2 separate regions of the Mus musculus genome follow, and region 2 is linked to region 1. Evidence: chromatin contacts called from public HiCAR-type data. All regions are on one chromosome and are shown on one strand. Each heading gives the region's core, a stretch centred on a gene start, on an enhancer-like site or on the middle of the called end of the contact. The rest is flanking DNA. Distances are from core to core; before and after follow the strand shown. Region 1 has its middle 81 kb from the start of 2810048H02Rik. Region 2 has its middle 48 kb from the start of Gm9946.

Region 1 (7,062 bases), core at 1,973-4,472:
AGTGTCAAATGGGATCTTCCTTTTCATGGTGAATCGCCTGTTGACCCATCAGGATGGATAGATGGAGAGCCAACGATGATGGCTAAGTGTTGGACTTTGTTGCTAGCCTATGGTATTAGGTACGAGTTCTGAACTTATAATCTCAACGTAGAGTGATATTTTTTTCTTTTTACACAACTCCATCAAAGTGGAGAGGCATCTGTACTCCTCCCTAGCTGTTGGGGTTCTGCCTCTCACATGCACATACACAGCAGGCGTTTACTTCTCCCTCCACAGTGGTCCCCACAGTCACATATCTGACGATCATTCTGGGTCCCACATTGAGCACTGAGACATGCTGAAGGAAATGCATTACATTTCTCTATGATGGCTGTGGATATTTGCCGAGACTACAGCTCCCCAGCTCTCACTTCCATAGTCTCGTACGTTTTCTTGACCATCTTCCTTCTCTCTGGGGAGTGTATCCCAAGTTCCTGGAAGGCGCTGATCTTGTGAACTTCTCCGTTGCCCAGGCACACAGCCTGCTCAGCTCAGGAGTGTGTGTCAATCTGTCTGGGTCTGTGTATATTGTATGTCAAGCCCATGTCAGCTGGTGCTGCCCCAACAACCTCTCTTACCTACCACACTTCTGTAAACCCCCTTCCTTCTAGAGCAGCAGTGCAGTTGTGTCTCCCACACCTTCCTAGAGCATGTCTCTGTGAGGGCTATGCCACCCCTAGGGAGCCCATCGTGAGATCTCATCTGCTAAGCTGTAACTTCACCAGGCCATGTGTTCTCAGTTCAATTCCCTCCCCAAGAAAGGGGACCCTAGCTTTCTCCACCATGGTGCCTCCATCAGAAGCAATTGCATCTGCAGGAACCACTTAGTGGGGTACAGAGCCTCTCATCCCCTTGGGGTCTTGGGTGTACTGAGAACCTGCTGCTCAGCCTCCCGTGTGTCTGTCATAAACTGTGCTTATTTCATGCCTGAAAAGTCCTATGACTGACAGGTAACAATCTCATTGTGACAGTTGTGATGGTTTGTATATGCTTGGCCCAGGGAGTGGCACTATTAGGAGGTGTGGCCCTGTTGGAGTAGGTGTGTCACTGTAGGTGTGAGCTTTAAGACCCTCATCCTAGCTGCCTGAAAGCCAATATTCTGCTAGCAGCCTTCAGATGAAGATGTAGAATTCTTAGCTCCATGTGCACTGTGCCTGCCTGGATGCTGCCATGTTCCTACCTTGATGATAATGGACTGAACCTTGGAACCTGTAAACCAGCCCTAATTAAATGTTATTCTTATAAGAATTACCTTGGTCATGGTGTCTGCTCACAGAAATAAAACCCTAACTATGACAGTAGGCATTAAGTCTACTGGGCCCCTGAGATGATACCACACTGTCCCCTTCCTGTCATGACAGGAGTTCTTCAGGCTAGAGATAGGTTTTCATTTCCATCTCCCTTCCAGCCATTTGTACCCTTCATGACTGAACATCCTCCTTCCTCAAAACTCCAGGGAAACATTTGGTGTTCCAGATACTTTAAGCAAATTCTCCAGACAGGGAAGGACCTGTCCTTTGACCACACTGGAAGGTTTTCCATCCTACCTCAGGCACTGTGTTTTTTATATGTCCTTTCCTCCTGATTTTCTCCCTGTAGAGGGCTGACAGTTCTAGATAGCAAACTCTTCTCCCCGTTTTCAGTATAGCTTTTAACCTAAGCTTAACCAGCTAGTGTGTCTGCGCCCTGGAGAAAGTTGGTCAACTTCTCTAGGTCTCTACCACTGAATGGAATAGCCAATACCTGCCCGCCTCACAGTGGTTTCTGAGAATTATGGAGAAGCAGTGAAAGCATCCTGGGCTTCATGATGCTACCGTGCATAGTGACATTGATGCCATACATTCAGGGACTTCTGGGCCACCACAGCTTCACAGTCCCCCATTCCCATGAGTCTGTGCTACAACTTGACAAATGTTTGAGAACTTTTTGATGAAAATACCCTCAAAATGTGTACAGTGGGAGGGATCTGAAGTGTGCTTCTGTGGCACCTGTGCTTCCTGTCACTTGTCCCCAGGCTTCATCCCAGCACTTACTGCCCTCCCACTAGACACCTGCCTTCCTGTAGCAGGGACCACCATGTTCTAAAAAAAGCCTTAGTGGATTCCGTGTGCCACTTGTAAAGGCACCATCTAAAGCCAGGCTCACCCTCTACCCGTCTAAGTTCTTTTCTATCCTTTCATTAAATATGGCATGAATTTCATGTGACACGCCCTTCCTGTGTCTAAGAACAATACCATAATAGCCTAAAATTTTTAGTCTCTGGAAAATTCTGAAGAATGTTGCCAGGTTCAAAACTGGCATTTTTTTTCCTTTGAGTGCTATCTATCAGTTCTGGACATTTGTCTTGCCATGTCTCATCAATACTGTATTTACCTAGTGCTCACACTGGATTAGATATGATTTTTTAGTTATTTATTTTCTTTTATGTGTGTGGCTGTTCTGCTAGCATCTATGGGTGTACAGTATGTTCATACAATTCCTCAGATGCCAGAGAGGGCACTGGATCTCCAGAAACTGGAGTTCTAGGTGGTTGGGGACCACCATGTGGGTAGTGGGAACCAAACTCAGATCCTTTGCAAAGGCAGGAAATTCAATCACTCAAGCTCCCAAGATAATAGAACTGTAAAAAGAGAAAAAGTAAAGTGAGACTAAAACGATAGGCTACCCCATTATAGGCTTCTCTTCTTTGTACATATGACAGACAGTAAGAATATTCAGGAAATTGACTTGTCAGAGGATATTTAATAATAACACAAGAGTATACATGTTGAAAACTGAATAGAATTTCATTTAGGAAAGAAATTTCCTGGAAGCACACAAGACCGTGTGTGCCTGCTGTACAAGCAAACATGATGAGGACACGGTGGGAGCCTGGAGCTTAAACAGCTCGCAGCCTAATGGCATCTGATCTCCATGAGCTAAACCTATGGGTGCTTGGACCCATGCAGCCTGCTCTATGCCTGTCCACTGGGTGAAGCCCATGCATGCTTGGAGAAAGTCAGAGCTGGCAGCTACAAAAGAAGAGCAGTATTGATTTACTTATTTTGACTCCCATTCAAAAGCAACAACCACAAAATAAAAGTCACTTGGCAAAAATGGAGTGAGTGAGGAGGAGAGCTGACCTCCTAAAACAAGGATGTGATGAGCCATGTTTACTCACAGACCATCTGCAGGGCTGTCACAGCGAGGATGGGATGCTGAGCGCCAAACTGATGTTGCGTGGGCGTCACTTGAACATTTGTCTCTCTGGGCAACAGAGAGTAGTAACAGATTGTTCCGATTGAGACAAACCTTTCCCCTACTTTTTTGCCCAGTAACTTGCTTAAGTTGACACGTTTGTTGTTTCTCCTACACTTGACAATGACATCTGGGGAACACTCATTATTCTCAATATTTAATGTAGAATTAATGCTGAATTAATTAAAGTTGTGCTTCAGGCAGCTTTACTTATCTCCTCTAACAATAGCCTCTCCGGCTGCCATCTGACTCACTCAGGGTGGAAATCAACAGACACTTAGTGCATCACTGATACAGAAAAAGTGAAGACAGGGAATTGCACTCCCAATTCCCACCAATGGGCTATCAGCGTTGTCCTCTCTACATGTAGTTTTTGCGGACTCTGAACGCCATCCCCATGACTTTGCTTCTTGGAAGTGTGGGTGCTGTGCAGAAAGGATGTCAGGAATGTGTTTAGCAGATCATCATGAAAGACTTCTAGGGAGACTTGAGAAACAGTTATCCTAGCACAGGGACTGTGAACAGTCAGAGGCAGCCTCCTGAGGAGAAAGGATGACGTCAAGAACTCTAAGGGGGAAAAAAGTGATTCATGGAGTCACTGGGAAATAAATGGTCTTAACCACCCACCTTCTGAGAGAGTGACTCGACGGATCGTGCTGGATACCATGATGAGAAGTGACATCGGTGTTCATGATCTTCCCTGAAGAAAAGTAAAATGATTGAAATGGTGAATATATTATTTGCTAGTTGTGCTTTAAAAACGCCATCAGAGCTGTTACATCGTTTGTTCTTTGAAGCATCTTGAGAAGCAGACAGTTTTATTTCCAGTTCAGACAGAAGGAGAATAATAAAAGGAAAATGTTGAGTTTCTCCAGCGGGCAAGTCAAAGCTCGCACACAGACTGTGTCTACATCCTTCTCAGCCACTGTCTGTAACTTGAGTCTCGATCATTACCTCATTGGCTTGTTGTGAAACAAGTAATTAAAACAATGCCTAGAACTTACTGGATGATGCACTGTGGGCTTCTATTATAGTAGAACTGTTAAAAACTGTTCTGTGAGGTTAATTTAACTTGAACAGACTACTCCAAAAACACACTGCCAATGCAGGTAGTGCATACATTAAGGCTAAAATCTAAGCTCGTCTCAGGATCAAAAGAGAGCTCTGGGGAGATAGAAAATCTCTTGGGTTTTGCTCTTCCATCCCAAAGATAATAAAATTTTTCTTAAATGTCAGTGTAGTTACAAGTCTACTCACAATGGGCTATTGCTGCTTGTAATTGAGAAAAACTAGAGTGACCACATGCTGTCAGTAAATAAGTGATACAATAAGCCCAGGTCCAGTCACAAATAGACCCATCAGAAGCACCAGGAAATGGTGGGAAAATCTCCACCTTGTTATTATGCTTGTCGTGGATATTGTTTGAAGTGAGCAAAGCAAGACTGACAAGAACACATGTGCATGAGACAACTACTCATTCAAAAGCAAGGCAAATAAACACATACATATGATCGATCAACACATACTACAGATAATACAACCATACAAATATATTGCATAAACAATACAAATGTCAATACAAATATATTACAAGAGGATAAAGTAGAGAATTTTTTTGTGTGAGAATTTAGAAAATACTAACACATTAGATGTAAAAAAAAATTCTCAAAGAACAGAAGAACGTGTTCAGCCTGATCGATCTGATATAGAAGCCAGCTCACATTATGCCTGACAGTGAAGACAGCCTGCTGTCCCTGTGAGTAGACAGGACAGGGCAGTTCCTACCTCTCCATTCTTCCAGCCAGTGAAATAAAAATCTCATATGGTGTGAATTGTCTCCAGAAACCCATCCCTTACCATTGCCAAAAATACTTCTAGAATGACAACAATGGACTTTGTCATGGTTACAGTATATAAGATAAACATACAAAGACTATACTTCCACATCAAACACATAGAAATCAAAATTAAAAATATGCCACCTTCTACAAATGCTTACAAAACAATTAATCAACAGAATATGCACAAAGTTTATGGCTAAACGGTAAAAGTTACCAATGAAAGAAACACAAGACCTAACTCCATGAAGAGGCTCACCCATTTCCTGAGTTGGAAGATCCCTTGGGAGTAAAAATTCCAAATCCTCCTAAGGTTTTTGCCAACTTCTAATACTATCATTGTGAAAACTATCACAAGAATATAAAACACCTGATAATTGGAAAAATAAAAAAACATACAGCTTAAGTAATTTTGAAAAAGAAGAATAAAATGAAACTCTTCCTGCTTTGAGGATACACGTAGTTATGAGTGGTTAAGAGTCTGCGGTATTGGCACAGAAATAAACACATAGACTAATGGAGCCAAAGAGGCAGCCCCTAAGTGCATCTGAGCTATGCCCAAACCTTGACAGAGATGTAAAAGCAACTCAACAGAGGAAAGACAATCCTGCAAACGGCACTGGGGAAATAAGGGGCAACTGACAATATCCTCACAGCTTATTAAAGAATAGACTTAAATGTAAAATGTAAACTCTAAGACTGTCAAAAATGAAAAGGCCAATGGGATAGCCCAATGGTTAGGAGCACTTCTTGCTCTTGAAAAGGACCCAGGTTCAGTTCCCATCACCCACACAATGGTTCAAAACCATTAGTAGCTCTAGTTCCAGGGGAGCCAATCCCCTCTTTTGACATTCACGGGCACCAGGCATCCATGCTGAGCACATCCATGCATCCATGCCATGCACATACACGTACCCAGGCAAGGCAGTCACACATAAAATTTAAAAACAAAACTGTCAAAGGAGTATTGAAAACACAGAGAAATTGAGCAATGTTAAATTTCGTGAGGAAATAGTCAACAGAAAAGCTACTCTGAAAATATTCAGCAGTTATTTACATTAGACACATACATCCCCTCTTAGATATTTATCCAGAGAAATTATATGCATGGAATGTTTTTTTTTTTTTAGAGATTTATTTATTATATGTAAGTACCCTGTAGCTGTCCTCAGACACTCCAGAAGAGGGAGTCAGATCTCGTTATGGATGGTTATGAGCCACCATGTGGTTGCTGGGATTTGAACTCCTGACCTTCGGAAGAGCAGTCGGGTGCTCTTACCCACTGAGCCATCTCACTAGCCCCGCATGGAATGTTTTAATACGCATTTTCATAGCACCTTTGTTCATAATAGACAAAGAAGTGGAGACGGCCCTTGTGTGAGTGACAGATAAAGGCATGCCGCGTCGACCTGTGCCTGGAACACCCTCAGCAATAAGGAACCTCCTAGTAACCACGGTGTGGGTTTCAGCTGAGACGTTAGACCAAAGGGGAAGGGCGCATCATAAGATGGTGCATGCAGTATGACTGCCATATGTAATGATATTTTTAAAATAATTTTAGTAATTCTTTGAGAACTACTTAGAATGTTTTTGATACTCACCCTAAACTCTTTCCGTGTGATCTCTGATATTCTGACTCTCTAACATTGTGTCCTTTTTCATGTTTTTACTTTACTAACCCAAGGACTCCAATGTGTGCTATCTGTATAATCCTGAGTGTGGCTGAGCTACCACAGTGTGTAGGAGATTGACTCTCCCTCCCTTAGATGCCATCAGCTGACTCTCAGTTAGGGGTGAGGGCTCATGAGGCCCTTCCCCTCTCCATGGTGGAACTTTGACTGGCTTGATCCTGTGCCTTTCTTGCATGTAACCACACCAACTGTGGGTTTCGGGGTGCTTTGGTCCTGCGATGTCCAGAAAACACTTTCTGCTCCCTTCCTCCCCAACC
Region 2 (7,006 bases), core at 3,925-6,424, 540 kb after region 1:
ACAACACAATGTACAGGCAGAGTTACTAGATGTAGTGACAGCCTTCGAAGGGTAAAGTGGAAAGAAAAGGAGCAACCAAGGTTTGCAACTAATGTTGGAGAAACAGAGAAGAGGGAAGAAGAAAGGGGCAATAAAGACAAAGTAGGGGATTAGGTACCTTTAAAGGTAAAGAAACACAGTCAGGAAGTCTAAAACTATCCCAGCTCTCAAGGTGTTAAGGCAAGATCCCCAACTCCAAGACAAACTGTATTCTTTGGGAAAGCCTATGAAAAGTTAAAAAATAGTAAAACACAGGGAGAAAAAGGACAGGGCAATATATATTATGTTATATTACACTATATATTATGTTATATAATTATTATATTCTTGATATATATCCCTATGGTCCCTGAGCATGTCTCCATGTAGTCCACTCCAGTCTCCAGTGTATGGCTCAGACCAGATTTCTGTCTTGCATAGTACTATGTACCTCTGACTCAGAGTTCACCTCTAACCTGAGGTCCATTGTAGGCCAGGTTATACAATACTGGCCCACAACACCTGCTCTGGATTCCCAATGTGAGTCATACAGAAAGGGACTTGGCACTGCCCGACTGCTGAGTCAGAACAACTCTTCACCTTCCCCGTGCCCCTGCTATCTGTGGCTTCTGTTCCTCCCTCCATCCCTCTCTCCATTCCTCCCTCCTCTCTTCCTGTCTCCAGCATCTTAAAATTGCATTCCTGTATGTACAGTGCAAACTGACGAGGCCCTCTTTATCTGAAGCTGTGATCCTGACCCTCGGCTGTTGCTCTCATGATTCGAGAACATTTCCCAGTCAGGGCTGAGCCCACTGGAATGGGCTCCAGGCTGCATCCTGCTTTAAGGTTTCTTTCTACTGCAGCTAGCGAGGCTACACTGTCACCTACTTTGTAAGACTGCTGCTCTTCAATTATCCCTGATTCAGTCCCCCACAGACTTTGGGGGCCTGTGCATGGCTGTCACCCACTATCTCCATACGTTTATCATAAAAGAAGCTTCAACATCCATGTCAGTCACACTCAGGAGCCCACGACAGCCAGGGTCCTGGAAGAGGTGTCAGAAGGAGGTCTATGGGGCTAATTAACAATCTGTCACCTCCCTCTTCTGATGAGAACCACTGAGAGCTGATCTCAGCAGAACACAGGGATGTAACCCAGTCGCTCTAAGGATGCTCCCACAGTGGCCAGTAGGTCATCAGAACGTATTCATCTTAGAATGTTTCCTGTGGGAAGCTTTAGCTTAGCTAGAAGAGCGAGGAAGAGGAAAAGATGAATTGCAGGAGTTACTCAGCATGCTAAGGCACTGGGCTTTTTCCACCTCTCAACGTGCTGAATGTAATCCATTTCTCCAGACAAGCCATTCGTGGCTAAAAATAGGACCATGTCTCATGGGCATTTTTTTTTTACTTTATCTCCCTCTGCAACCATCACAGCACTAGGTCTGCCAGCCCTTGGTGCCCCATGCCTGGAAGCATGGTCTAATTTTCCTCTTCCCTGTGGCTCTCTGGTTCCTTGGAGTGGTTAAGTTTAAAAAGGGGCTGCTTACAAAGACTTATGAACAACTGAAGAGGTTCTCATGGCTCCACAGAGCTGCCTCAGAATGTACTTCTGTGTAAGACAGAAGGACAAACTCCATGGCCTGTGATGTCCTGGAGACTGTATCTAAGAAAGGGGAGTAAGGAACAAAGGATCCCTATCCAAGGTTAGAAACAAGCAAAACGTGTACAGGACGGAAACCCTTGGAGCCATGCTATAACATCACACAGCCTGCAAAGGCAGAACCGGATACCACACAGCCTATCCGCATCCAAACCCTGACCCCATCTATACTGCTCCTCTGCCTCTCTGGGTCCATCATGTTCTGTTGAGAGCACTTCACGCCCAAGATCTGATGGAAGGTGATGGAAGCAAGCCAGCTGGGGGGAAGATGACACCGTTGCTGTGTAAACACCAGCTCTACACCACCCAGACAAGGTACAGCCCTAGCCACATGAGGCAAGCTGACATCAACATATAAACATCATCTGTGTACTAGTTGGACCCTGGAACAAACAATAGGGTGCCATAGGCATCCAGTCATCAGTGCAAGAATGGAAAGATAAGGTCAAAGCCGACCCTCAAGGGTGCACATAGTAAGGAGCATGATGAACCTGGCCTACAATCGTACACAAGTGCTAAGGAAAAGCATGAGATCTATGGTCCTCTCTGGCTCTGCAGGCTCTGAATCAAGTTGCAGGTAGAGCATTGATGCTATTATCATAGTTCTTAGTGTTAGAGACTTACAAGTCGAACATTAGAAATATATGCCAGTCCATCCAAGCACACTGTATTAAAAAGTACGTGTCAGGAGCCTGAGGATGACGATGGGGGGTATCAGAATGAGCCAGGTTTTCAGAGGAAGGCCTCCCTACATACTGGTTACATCACACCTGTGAGTGGAAATGAGCAGCCTGGCCTTGTTGGACAGTAACAAGGGCTTCTCAGACAATCAGAGAGCAAGTGTCTTATCTGATACATAGGCAGCCAGGCCTCGGCAACAGAGGCAAGTTGCTTCAGGAGTCTAGGAGGTGTTGATCTGTGTGACACTGAGTAGTCCCATGGGTAGGAACACCCTTCTACCCAGCCCTGGCTTATCTCCAAGTCTCCAGCTTTTTAAAGCCGAAACAATGACAATTCTGACCCTTGTTGTTTCCTAAGAACACTTATGGGACAAAGTCAGTGCCGCAGTAAACAGCTTGGGAGCCAAAAGTCTCTGGCTCCAGCGAGCATGTCAGGAATGATTCATCTGATGAGAATTCTCTTTCTAAAGAGAGAAAGTCGGGTTAAACAAGGCCCTGCACACAGTGGCCTTCCTGTAGCAAACAAATCCCAACCAGATCCATCAGACCAGGTGAGGGCATGCTCACCCACCAAGCCCACCTACGGCTGATGTGTCTGTGAGCTCAGACTTACAAATGAGAAGAGAAAGATGATAATGAAGAAAATGGAGGAGGAGGAGGAGGAGAAGGAGGAAGGTGGAGGGGAGGAGGAAAGAGGAGAGTGATGAGGAGCAAGATGAGGAGGTGGTGGAGAAGGAGAAGGAAGAAGATGAAGAGGAGGAGAAGGAGGAGGAAGAAGATGAAGAGGAGGAGGAAGGAAGAGAGTGGTAAGGAGGAGGAGGTGGAGGGGGCAGAAGAGGAAGAGGAGGAGGTGATGATGGTGGCAACAGTAATGATAATTATGATAGAAGTGCATTTATCAAAAAATGTTCACAGCCTTGCCTATAGTCTAATGGTGGCATTCTCTCAATTTTGGTTCCTTCTTCCCAAATTACTCCATCTTGTGTCAAGTTGACAAAACTAACCCACACACCAACACTGTCTCAGAAGAGCAATAGGTCAATGGCATCTAGTTCTCCATAGGGCAGAGTAAGGAGAAGGGATGCCTTCAGGGGATGGGGAATCACATGGGCCCAGGAGGAAGCAATAGAAAAGCCATTGCCTGAAGGAGAGCCTGGTGCTGGGAAGCAGAATCTAGAGAACAGAATTATGGCCACCAAGATTTGGGCAACAATTAGAGCTGTGCCTTGGTATTCGTGGGTGACTAATTCCAGGACCCCCTTACAGGTGCCAAAAATCTAAAGACTATGGCTTTTCATAAGTGTCCCCCAGAAAGTGCATATTATGAAGGTTTAGTCCGCATCATATTGTGACCAAGCAGGACCTACTAAAGGGAATTAGGTCACTGGAGTTGTGCCCTTAAAGGTGGTATTTGAACCCTAAGTCAATCTCTCTCTTCTCCTCCCCTCCTCTCTCTCTCTCTCTCCCTCTCTCCCTCTGTATTTGCCATGAGGTGAACAATTTTCTTCCTCCACATGCTACTACTATCATATGCTGCTTGCCACAGGATTAAAACAACCAATTACAGCATGAAGTTGAAACTTCCGAATCCATGAGCCAAAATAAACCTTTCTTCCTAAGTTTCTTACCTCAGATATTTTGTTACAGTGATGGAAAGCTGACTGACACACTGAGAAGAAATCTCATATAAAATAAGGCTCTGTCTGTATATAGCCTGCACACATTCTCATATGCTCTAACTCATCTCTAAATGGCTTACAGTGCCTAAAACAATGCAAATGTTAGATAACGTTTTACTATAATGTAATTTATTAAGAGAATAGCAATAAGGAAGAAAGTCTATCTCTGTTGTGTATAGATAGTATAGACAGCATTTTTTTTTTCATTGATTTTGATCAGAATGTGATTGAATGCACAGATGCTGAACCCATGGATATTAGGACCTGATGTGAAAGTTTCTGATTTCTTTAAAAACTCACTTGTGTCACGTGATGTTTTTCTGGATGCTGTCTTATAAGAGGGCATCTGATGCTTTGCTGAAAACAGACACTTGAGAGAGCATGTGATGTTTAGATGCATTGTAATGATTCAGTGGTCTTCACTGGTCTTCACTGGTCTTCACTGGCCTTCACTGGCCCTGCAATGCTTCGCTGATCTTCTCTGACCTTCACTTCATAGAGAGAAATGCACCAAAGAACTTCTTGTGGTATTTCAGTTGATACTGGCTGCTTCCGCTGAAGAGTGGAATCGCCTCCAAGAACTACTTCTAAACAGGTCCACAGACCCCTTTTTCTATTACCCTTCTTTCTCTCCCACCTCTGGTCAGTAGGCTAGAAAGGAAGTCCTGACTTGTCTTGTCATGCTGGCCTCCCTATCCTGACCATCCTCCATTGCACCCAAATCCTACACAAGAACCCTACATCATCCTCATCTGCTCTGTATTTCCCTTGCCATGGTTTGTATCGCTTTCAGGTTTGCTCTATAATTTGTGAATCATATCAATTACTGGATGGCTGTCTGCCCCCTGTCCTACCCCACCCTCAGCTTAAGTGTTCTGCAGTCACAGGGGAGCAGGAACCATTGCCCGGCTCCCCATCTCCATCCCAGTACCTTGGGCCATGCCTGGCACATAGTAGGAGTACTGAAGGATGTGAGCTGACTTGGACCTGAGCAGGCCAACCTGGTGGTCTGCACGCCCACTCTCTGCTCTCGGCTGGTAATTGTTCAGCTGCAGCAATCCGGGCAGCTTCCCCACACAGACTCAGACCCAGCCCTCTGTCCAGACATGGATCTCCCTTCACCACTGATTGGAACCAGATGGGGTCTCAGCTGTAATACAATTGAGCACTGACTTCAGCAAAGTAAGTGAATTACCAAAATGTAGTCATTATAATCCATCTTCATCTTAGCGACACACTTGGCAAGCTATAATGAACCAGGACTTAAAAAGTGAATGGGAATTTGCTGAGCTCTCGGCTCTGCCCACAGGACCCAAAGCTGGCAGAGTTGTCATGTCTCTTGAGCTATTAAATGAGATGATGAGCACTTCTACCCACACACTCGGCCTTCATATACCTACTAGCCCAAGAGAGGGCTCTGTGATCACTCACCCTAAAACACCAGACTTGGGCAGACCTAGAAGGTCATGGAAACAAATTCCATCTGCTTGAAACCCATACCAGTCAATCACAGCTACTACTCTTCCAAGCTGTACCAATGCCTGCTTTCCCTACTCCCATCCCAGATGTCCCACACACAGAGCAGATCAGTCAGCCTAAAAGCAGCACAGCCCAAGCACGCCACAAAAGGCACTGAGCCCACACTGGACTCCCACCCAGGGCTTCTGACCACCAAGCTCTGAATCCCAGGGGAGAGCACCGAGTGAAACGCAAGGGTGCCGGGTCCAAGTCTACTCACTCATCAGTCTTATCAGCATTAAAAGAGACAGGGCCAGACACTATTGCTTCCCAGCGTAATGTAACAGGAAGTGCCTAGCAGAGATATAACATGCTCTTGCCAGAAAAAGAACCTGAATTTAATCAAGCCTTAGATATGACTACCAGTTTTCAGGAAGTATGGAAGATAAAAACACTTCAAGAAGAGATCAGTCAGCTAAATGTCCCTACAGGACAAGGCTGCATAACCCAGTTTCCCCGAGTAAACGCATAATAAAGACCCTGTCTACATCCTGTCTTTCACCCACAAAAGAACGCTTTCAATGGGATATGTCTGTTCGGTGTTAATGGTTGCTGTATCGGGTGTGAAAATAATACGATGGGGCAATTTAAATCCTCTTCTGTATGCAACCCATAATGATGGATTATGGGGAAAATATGGTGTCTAGAATTTCAAAATACTTCAGAGGAAAATAAGGACTAGATGAAGTCAGAACGGCCAAAGTGCTGATAATCGCTGAAGCTGGGAGACAGACAAGAGGTTGCACTTGCTCTTTGGTCTGCTCTGTATATTTAACAGTTCCCACCGAGCTGGCTAAAAGAACAAACAGCGTCTGGGAGTCAAACCTTTAACAATAAAAGCAACAGCCCCACTTGACTTAGATGCAGTCAAACATGTCCCCTGAAAGCTTTTCTATTACAAGAGACAGAGTGCATGATTTAGGAGTTCTCACAAGCTTCCCAGGCACATCCCAGGAAATCCAAAAGGAAGATGACCCCGTGAGAAGAATACACAGTTTGAGAAGAGTTATACGTTGTAGAATGTAAGATATTTAAACGCATATAATGAGTAGGGAAGTGCTTATAAAAATACATAGCATAAAAATACTAACATTATCATTAAGTTTGTAATTTTATAAATTGATGAGAGAGAATAATAACCCCCTCCCCCAAAAGTGGGCAAGAGGCACCCAAGCAGAGAGACCCAAGAAGAACAAGGAAAACTACCCGGAAGTCAATGAGTAGAAGGGAAGAAACAAAAGAGCTGATCACTTGGAATAGAATCATCACATGTTGAAAAAGATGCCAAGGCTCCCACACCTTGACAAGGTGAGCACGTAAAAGAACACCCCTTAGTCTCCTGTGGGTGATAACTCAAGGGCACAGTTCCGCATCCCTGCTGTGTTGTGTGGTTCGTGTTCTCTACACATCTGCAGTACAGGCTGCAGAGTCACACTGTGCACGGTCCTTCTG

Evidence for each region. HiCAR-type assays count read pairs that join an accessible place to other places.
Region 2: a HiCAR-type map of fibro-adipogenic progenitors shows a contact between it and region 1, with 4 times the contacts expected there. The contact joins two enhancer-like sites. A contact is called at or near these places in 1 of 484 Hi-C or Micro-C datasets (adipose-derived mesenchymal stem cells) and 2 of 115 datasets of contacts at active chromatin or transcription factors (embryonic fibroblasts and fibro-adipogenic progenitors).

Annotation. Positions count from the first base shown.
Region 1 is chr6:117,068,254-117,075,315 of GRCm38.p6, forward strand. No RefSeq gene overlaps it. Among named protein-coding and RNA genes, the nearest start is that of 2810048H02Rik, 81 kb to the right of the region's middle. Within about 2 kb of position 3,223, at least 36 of the 459 cell types and tissues checked have an H3K27ac peak or open chromatin away from gene starts, as enhancers often do. A contact at or near this core is called in fibro-adipogenic progenitors, where this site is marked.
Region 2 is chr6:117,604,502-117,611,507 of GRCm38.p6, forward strand. No RefSeq gene overlaps it. Among named protein-coding and RNA genes, the nearest start is that of Gm9946, 48 kb to the left of the region's middle. Within about 2 kb of position 5,175, at least 26 of the 459 cell types and tissues checked have an H3K27ac peak or open chromatin away from gene starts, as enhancers often do. A contact at or near this core is called in fibro-adipogenic progenitors, where this site is marked.